2 separate regions of the Sus scrofa genome follow, and region 2 is linked to region 1. Evidence: chromatin contacts called from public HiChIP or PLAC-seq data. All regions are on one chromosome and are shown on one strand. The core of a region is the stretch at or near the end of the contact, and the rest is flanking DNA. Distances in the headings are between cores, read along the strand shown. Region 1 holds the start of ASB4 (ankyrin repeat and SOCS box protein 4). Region 2 holds the start of PDK4 (pyruvate dehydrogenase kinase 4).

Region 1 (4,064 bases), core at 478-2,977:
TTAGAAGCAAAAGAAACAGCACCCTTTTACTCCAGAATATGCCACTAAAACTTCCTTTCTCACAACTTCAGAACCTTCACGTGTATCGCAATTTGGCAAGCCCAAGAGATGAGAAAAGGCATTCTTCACAACTCAGGGCCAAATAAATTACCTGCTGATTTGGACCTATGTTACTTTACGCTAGGCACAAACATAAGCTTAAACAATGCCTTAAAAATGTATGTAGCATTCAGTCTTTCACTGAGTAAATTCATAGATGAAAACAGTCACATAGTATAGATTCCTCTTAACAGTGCCTCCATCAACCACATTTTAAAAACCAGACCTCTTCATCTTCCAGTCAAAATAGCAATGCCAATTTATAATAAAACTCTCAAGTAAAAATCATAAATGCAGGAAGTAACTGGCCTCAATGATCTCATCCTTCCTTCGGAACTGACAAGCAGAGTATAGTAAATTAAGGTAGAAATACATATACCATTAGCATTAATTTCTGAAAATTGATGGCACTGATGATCTATACACAAATGGAAAGTATTTAAACCATGAAAAAAGAACTGCTATCTCCCGCTCAACATTGTACACAAGACCTTATCATCTATTTTGTTTAAACAGAAGTGATGTTGAACATGGTGTTTGTTTGCGGTCTGCTTACCAGATGGCCTCGCTACTCAAATTCTCCCATTAACTGGCTGATTTGGGAAATCAGAGTCTGCTCACTTCTATTTTGTTTCTGATTTATTAAGCATGGATTCCAGAAAATCCCTTGATAAGAAAAAAAATCAGTTCTAATTTGTGTCATCCACAGTTTTTCATAAGACAGAGACTCCGTGTTAAGTAGATCTACAATTTTGTTCTGTCATTGCAGTCAAGGAAAAAAGTTAACTTTTTGGCTTTCCTGCCTGAACTGAAAACTCATTAAAATGATGAGGATCATCAAGTTGCTTCAAGGTATCCCCCTGCCCATCTATTAATCCTCCAGATAAGGGCAAAAATCCTCTTATTCCTCCAGATGGACGCAGAGATGATCTATCTTTAAGTGGCCATGTTAACAGAACCCAACCTAGTTATACTGTCTGGATTATATCTTAGCACTCTGTTTAACCATAACCTAGAGATGTCTTCTTTACTCTATGTTGAGGAGGAAGAAGAGTTAGAAATTAAAGAAATTTGCATAACTAAATATGATTATACAGGATTTTGAATTCCAGGCACAAGGATACAGAAAGTAAAGAGAAGGAAAGAAAAGAAAAAGAGGTTTACATATACATATATAAGCCCATTTCACCTAGTTTAAAAAAGAAACAATTACGTGAGAAATGTTTTTAAATATGTAAAGAAACAATAAGAGCTACCAGCTTAGATTGGGTAACTAATGGTTTGCATTTAAAGAAAAATCCATTTTCTATCACTTTTACAACTATACCTATGTTTACCTTGTTTATAAGATGCCAAAACCATATTCTCATCTTCAACTTCAAAAACTGTGTCCACATCTATTTGCCGTTGGATTAAAATGGCCTTCAATTTTCCGAAGTCATTTGACTTTAGAGCCTCAAGGAAATTTCTCTTAACTAACTTGGCAGTTGCAGATTTAGTAACAGGGGCAGCCGGGCCGTCCATCCTTTCTCTCCCTCTGGAAGCTTTGTTGTGATTTATCAGGAGAACAGCACCAAGCAAACAGGCACATGCTAGAGAGTCCACAAACTGTCAGCTAATTTTATCCCAAAGTTATGCTGATCCGTTCTATTTATATAGGGATCATTTCAAACTTCAAAATATCCTTCTTGGCTGTCACTGCACTCTCAGGTCTTTTAAGCTGGTTCTATAATAATTCATTGAATAATATTGCATGTCAAATGAAGGCAAACCCTTGCCATACATTTTAGAGGATAAAATGTCACCATTATTTCTTATATGATCAAAGTAATAATGTAAGATTTAAAAGATCTTAATGCTTTTTTTTTCCCCCTCAGTAAAAACATCTGGTGTGCCCAACTGGATATCCAGTGTCTTGCTCTGATTAACCAATAGCCACAAATGAAAATTTGTTACAGTTGTTGTTACATGTGCTTCTGAAAACCTACAATAATCTGTAGTATGAGCCTGCAAAATCAAGCATGGTCATACACATTTGAAAATGAACATAAGGTTATTAAGTGATTTACACATGAAAAATTTGAATGTCATGAAAGAAAGTGGGGTGGGGTGAGGGTACAGAGTGCTATTTTAGATAAAAAGAGACTAAAGGGACAAAACATCTAACCTTGTATTTTATACACAGGTATAGATATGTGTGTGTGTGTGTGTGTGTGTGTGTGTGTGCATAAATAGAGGATGCAAATGTGGCAAAAAGTTAAAAGTTAGCAAATTTAATGAGGAATTTATATATGTTCATAGTATTAATTTTTCATCTTTTCTGTAAGTTTGAAATCTTTCCAAGTTTAAAAAGCAAGAAAGAAAAATACACTTTCTTTCTTTCTTTTTTTTTTTTTTTTGGGCTGCACCCATGACATATGGAAGTTCCCAGGCTAGGGGTTGAATCTGAGCTATCGCTGTGTCAACCTACACACAGCCATAGCAACACCGGATCCTAGCCACGTCTGTGACCTACACTACAGCTCATGGTAACACTGTATCCTTAACCCACTGAGCAAGGCCAGGATTAAACCTGTGTCTTCATGGATACTAGTCGGGTTCATTTCCACTGTGCCACAACGGAAACTCCAAAATACTCAATTTTTAAATGTGTAAGTCATTACAAATTAGAAAAATTATGATAGAGTTCATTTGAACACAAAGAAATCACATTTTATATATTGTTGGTGAAAGTCAAAACTGGTACAATCTTTTGGCAGAATAATTAGCAACATGAATTTTAAAATTATAATGTATTCTTTTCTTAGAATTTACCTAAGGATATAAATGTGGATGCAAATCATAATATAATATTTTAACTTGTTACACACTGCTATGTAACATAAATATAAGAAAGTAGAAAATGACAAGTGTACAGCATGACAGTTTTTACAAAGTGAATACGCCCTTGTAACCAACCCCCACGTAGAACCACAGAGTAGTTCAGGTAGACTTGAAACTTCCTTATGTCACCTTCTAATCAAAACACTCACCTGATCCCGATGATAACTATTATCTTGACCTTTAATACTGTAGATTAGTTTTGGGGTTTTTTAATGTTTAAAATATTTGTTAATATTCTTAATTTTAAATCTTCAAGAAGATAAAACGTCAACCTTAACATAAAGTATCTGGCCAGAAAAAAAGGATAGATAAATGAATAAAATTATAGAGATGGGTTATTACATTGTTAATAATAGTAAAAAATATGGATGCAATCTAAGTGACCAACAGTAGAGAATTTGATAAATTATGGCATATCCATAGGTAGATATATATTCATTTAAAAATATCTATAACTGAAAATTCCTATAAACATTATTTTGTAATCTGATTTTTTTTTCCTTTTTGCCTTTTCTTGAGCCACTCCTGCGGCATATGGAGGTTCCCAGGCTAGGGGTCGAATCGGAACTACAGACACCGGCCTATGCCAGAGCCACAGGAACACGGGATTCGAGCCGCGTCTGTGAGCTACACCACAGCTCAAGGCAGCGCCTTAAACCACTGAGCAAGGCCAGGGATTGAACCCGCAACCTCATGGTTCCTAGTCGGATTCGTTAACCACTGAGCCACGACGGGAACTCCGGTAACCTGATTTTTACATAACAATTTATTTTGTAGAATTCTTCATGTCACTAAATATTTGTCTATTATATTTCAAAAAATAAATAAAACAAAATATCTATAAGATATTTTATCTACAAGATATTTTATCTAAAATATCTATATTTAAAATATCCATATTTATAAAATAGTATATGTAGTATAAATGTCTTCTAAAAATACATATAGTTATATAATGTACAAATACATATTTGTATATATTCATATAACATATAAATTTGTATGCTAAATCCACACATAGGAAGAAAATTAAATGCATTAATTCCCAAATATCATCAGCTTTTATCTCCTAGTGCTAAGAT
Region 2 (4,147 bases), core at 1,450-3,949, 150 kb before region 1:
TTAGTCCTTAGCCATCTTTGTGAACATCATATGACTTCACCTGATTGTCACCCCACCACACATATGGGAGTAGTGTGGGTAAGCAGGCTAAGCACTCAATGGGGCTTTCCTAAATTAAATCTACTTATAATGCATCATTTCCACTGCCTTTCCTCTGCAGACTGAGTAGAATTCTTTATAATATGTATTTTTGCCTATTCCAGATCCCACACACAGTGTAAGAAAAGCCCATGTATACTTTTCCTTTACTTCTATTCTAGAGAGGTAATACAGAAAAAGGAAGGAATTTTTACCTAAAATTTACTTGCTTCATCAAAGAGACTTTTATTTAGTCTTTTGACTTCCTGAACACATTTTTGTTGTTGTGGCATGAAGCTATGCAAGTATGTTTTTTTAAAAAAAAGGCTTCAGAATACACAAAGACAAATCATAGGGGTATCAAAACCTATCTCCAAAAAAAAAAAAAAAAAAAAAAAAAAGGAACTCTCCTACACCATTGGTGGGAATGGGAATGTAAATTGGTATAACCATTATAGAAAACAATATGGAGGTTTTTTAAAAAACTAAAAATAGAACCACCATATGATCCTGCAATCCTGCTCCAGGGCATATATCCAGAGAAAACCAAAATTTGAAAAGACACATTCACCTCAATGTTCACTGCAGTACTACATGCAATAGGTGAGATATGGAAGTAACCTAAATGTTCATCGAAAGAGGAATAGATAAAGAGAATGTGCTATCTATATCTCAGCTATAAAAAAGAATGGCGTTCCTGCCATGACACAGTGGATTAAGAATCTGACTCCAGCAGCCTGGGTTACTGCAGAGGTTCGGGTTTGATCCCCATCCCGGCAAAGTGGATTAAAAGACCAGGTGATGGAGTTCCCATTGTGGCACAGTGGTTAACAAATCCAACTAGGAACCATGAGGTTGCAGGTTTGATCCCTGGCCTTGCTCAGTGGGTTAACGATCCGATCCGGCATTGTGGTGTAGGTCGCAGACACGGTTCAGATGCCGTGTTGCTGTGGCTCTGGCATAAGCCGGCAGCTACAGCTCCGATTTGACCCCTAGCTTGGGAACCTCCATATGCCACGAGAGCAGCCCAAGAAAATGGCAAAAAGACAAAAAAAAGACAAAAAAAAAAAAAAAAAAAAAAGATCAGGTGTTCCAATTGTGGTATAAGCGACAACTGTGGTTCGTATTCAGTCCCTTGCCTGGGAACCTCCATATGCTGCAGGTGTGACCATTAAAAAAAAAAAAAAAAAGAATGAAATAATAACACTTGCAGCAACATAGATGGACCTAGAGACTATCATATTAAGTGAAGTAAACCAAAGACAAATATCTTATATAACTTATATGTGGAGTCTAAAATATATATAAATGAATTTATTGACAAAACATGATAGATCCACAGATATAGAAAACAAACTTATGGTTATAAAAGGGGAAACGGGGGAAGAGGGATAAATTAGGTGGTTGGGATTAACATACACACTATTATGCGTAAAATACATAACCAACAAGGATCTACTATATAGCACAGGGAACTATAATCAGTATTTTGCAATAACCTAGAAGGGAAAAGAATCTGAAACAGCACACACACATCCCTGAATCACTGTGCTGACACCTGAAACTAACACAACATTGTAAAATCAACTATACATCAATTGGAAAGGCAATGTGGAATTTTCCCCAAATTTTTGCAACTGTTTAAGCCTGGGTAGCAACAAAGAGAGTAAGCAATCCGAAAGATATACCAGACATGGTTCCAAACCTGATCTCTTTCAGGGAGAGGGACAAAATAAGAACATAAATAGCTACAACTAATGTCATAAGTGACAAAAGCCATATTCGGAAGAAGGAGCGGGGAGAGGCAATTAGGAAGATATCTTGCAGCATAGAGTTTGTGCTGGACATTTACGGGTGGGAAAGAATGTCTTCGGCAAAGGTTTGGATTAAGTACATTTCACACAGGAAGAAAGAGGGAGCAAATTCTCTGATGGGAGGGGAAAAAAGTGAGTCAAACTGACGAATTAATCCCTTTTTAATTTTGTTTTTAATTAACTGTTAAACCTAATGGAGAGAATGTATTACTGGGAATAAACAAATTAATGTTTTGTCACCACAAGAAAGTAAACGTACTTTGGGCTGCGCCTCAAGTCTGCAAAAGGAACTTCCAGTTCCTTACAACGTGTACTATCCAGGAATGGAATATTTTCGCTGTCCAACAGCAGAGAATCCCATACTTTTAGACACAGCTGATTAGCTACTGTAAAAGCCGCGCTCTTAGCAACGACCAATGAGATTCTGGAGCCCAGATTCTTGGAAATAGTTTCTGGCCAAGAATGCGTGACACTGTCACAGCTTCTCACTGGTAAACAAGGACAAGCTTGGGCCGCCCCGCCCCCACTGCCCCGCCCACGCTATCCGGAGTCCTCCTCCAAACTGCGGATCTTAATTCTATTCACCTCCTGAGGTCGACTTCCTCCCACCCCTTTATCCCTTACAGCCTCCAGCACAAAGCCTCCGCGTCCGTGGGGCGGGGCCCAAAGTTCTTTATCGGAGCTGAGTGGCCTGGACCTAAGTTCAGGAAGCTTCTCCTAGTCCCAGTGACTCCTCCCCTTTGGAGTTGGGGGGGGGGGCGGCGTGCAGGGGAACAAATAAAACCTTGGGAGGCGCGGGTGGTGACAGGACACCAATCTGAGTCTCAGGCTACCTACTGCTCCTACGACTCAGTGCCTCATTCCTCCACCAAGAAGCACCCCGGAACCTCAGCCTAGGTCTGGGAGCACCACCCCACCTGTTCTCTCCGCAGGGACGTGCCCCTCCCGCGCCCTACAAGGTCCTAGGTCCTGCTTCTGGCAGCCTTCACCCCTCCAACCAGCCTCAGCTCCAGTCTGGAACAGGCATCAGGATGAAAGCGGCTCGCTTTGTGATGCGCAGCGCTGGCTCCCTGGTTCCCCGAGAGGTCGAGCATTTCTCGCGCTACAGCCCATCCCCGCTGTCCATAAAGCAGCTGCTGGACTTCGGTGAGTGGGGACATAAGGCCCAGCTTGGGGTGCAGGGACTTGGAAGCTGCCTTAAACTTTCAGACCTTGTGTAGGGAGGGCTGGGTCCATTACATAAAACACCTGGGGTATACTTTCCTATTAAACCCTGGAACCTCAACACTAGTACACTTTGCCTTTTGTTAGATTTGCTTTCTTTCTGACAGTGCCTGCAGGCCAAGGCCACTTGCAGCCTGACATGCTGGATGGTTTGAGCTCATCTTTTTCTCTTACTGTACAAAATTTTCAGTCAAAATACTTTTTGCTTTCAGTCACCATTTAACAACTTTATACCCTTCTTCAGGGCATACTACATCTTGAAGAAGATTCCTAATATTATAAACTAGCCTCAGATTAATTGAGATTTTTAGCCTTGAGCCACCCTTCATCCCTCCACAGGGTTCATCTCGCTGCATTCCTAACAAATTTGTCTCTTTACCATCCATATATTTGCATTACTGCTGCAAATATTTACAAACTTTCTGCAGAAATCTCATAAAGAAAATTTCAAGGATTTAAATGTGGTATTATTTATCGCCAGTCTGGAAACATCAGGATTCCCACCCCTCCCCTTATCCCCTCACTCCAGTTTCATCTAAGACTATATAAATGATGTCTCCTTGACATCATCATTTGATTGAATCCTGCACTCTTTTATGAATACTAAGATTCATATTGGGGGGTATTATGAAAAGAGAATCTTTGTCAAAAAGAAAAAATAATATTTGTCATATTTGGTCACTTTTTAAGAAAGAAAAAGACAAAAGATAATAAAGAAGATGCTTACTCTTGAATTACCTATAAGTAGTAACCCAACTGAGAGTGAAATATAATTTTGTAATATATTTATGTGTGTGCTCAATATTGGATAGTTAATACTACTCAAATATATAATTTATACATTTTCCCAAAAACTAAATAATATTTTATTACAGGTTCAGAAAATGCATGTGAAAGAACCTCTTTTGCATTTTTGCGACAAGAGTTGCCTGTGAGGCTAGCCAATATCCTGAAGGAAATTTATATCCTCCCTGATCGATTAGTAAATACCTCTTCAGTGCAATTAGTTAAGAGCTGGTAAGTGATGAACC

What was found. HiChIP or PLAC-seq counts read pairs in DNA pulled down with a chosen protein or histone mark.
Region 2: a contact with region 1 is called in an H3K27ac HiChIP or PLAC-seq map of skeletal muscle. The contact joins the promoter of PDK4 here to the promoter of ASB4 in region 1. A contact is called at or near these places in 2 of 47 Hi-C or Micro-C datasets (heart right ventricle and skeletal muscle) and 1 of 2 datasets of contacts at active chromatin or transcription factors (skeletal muscle).

What each region holds. Positions count from the first base shown.
Region 1 is chr9:75,108,041-75,112,104 of Sscrofa11.1, reverse strand. It overlaps ASB4 (ankyrin repeat and SOCS box protein 4), which reads right to left and starts at 1,727. Exons shown (of 6, transcript XM_021102414.1): 1 at 1,437-1,727. The coding sequence starts at 1,623.
Region 2 is chr9:75,258,686-75,262,832 of Sscrofa11.1, reverse strand. It overlaps PDK4 (pyruvate dehydrogenase kinase 4), which reads left to right and starts at 2,699. Exons shown (of 11, transcript NM_001159306.1): 1 at 2,699-3,038; 2 at 3,992-4,133. The coding sequence starts at 2,924. The region is part of intron 3 of ASB4 (ankyrin repeat and SOCS box protein 4); the gene reads right to left. The region is part of intron 2 of LOC106504960 (a long non-coding RNA gene); the gene reads right to left.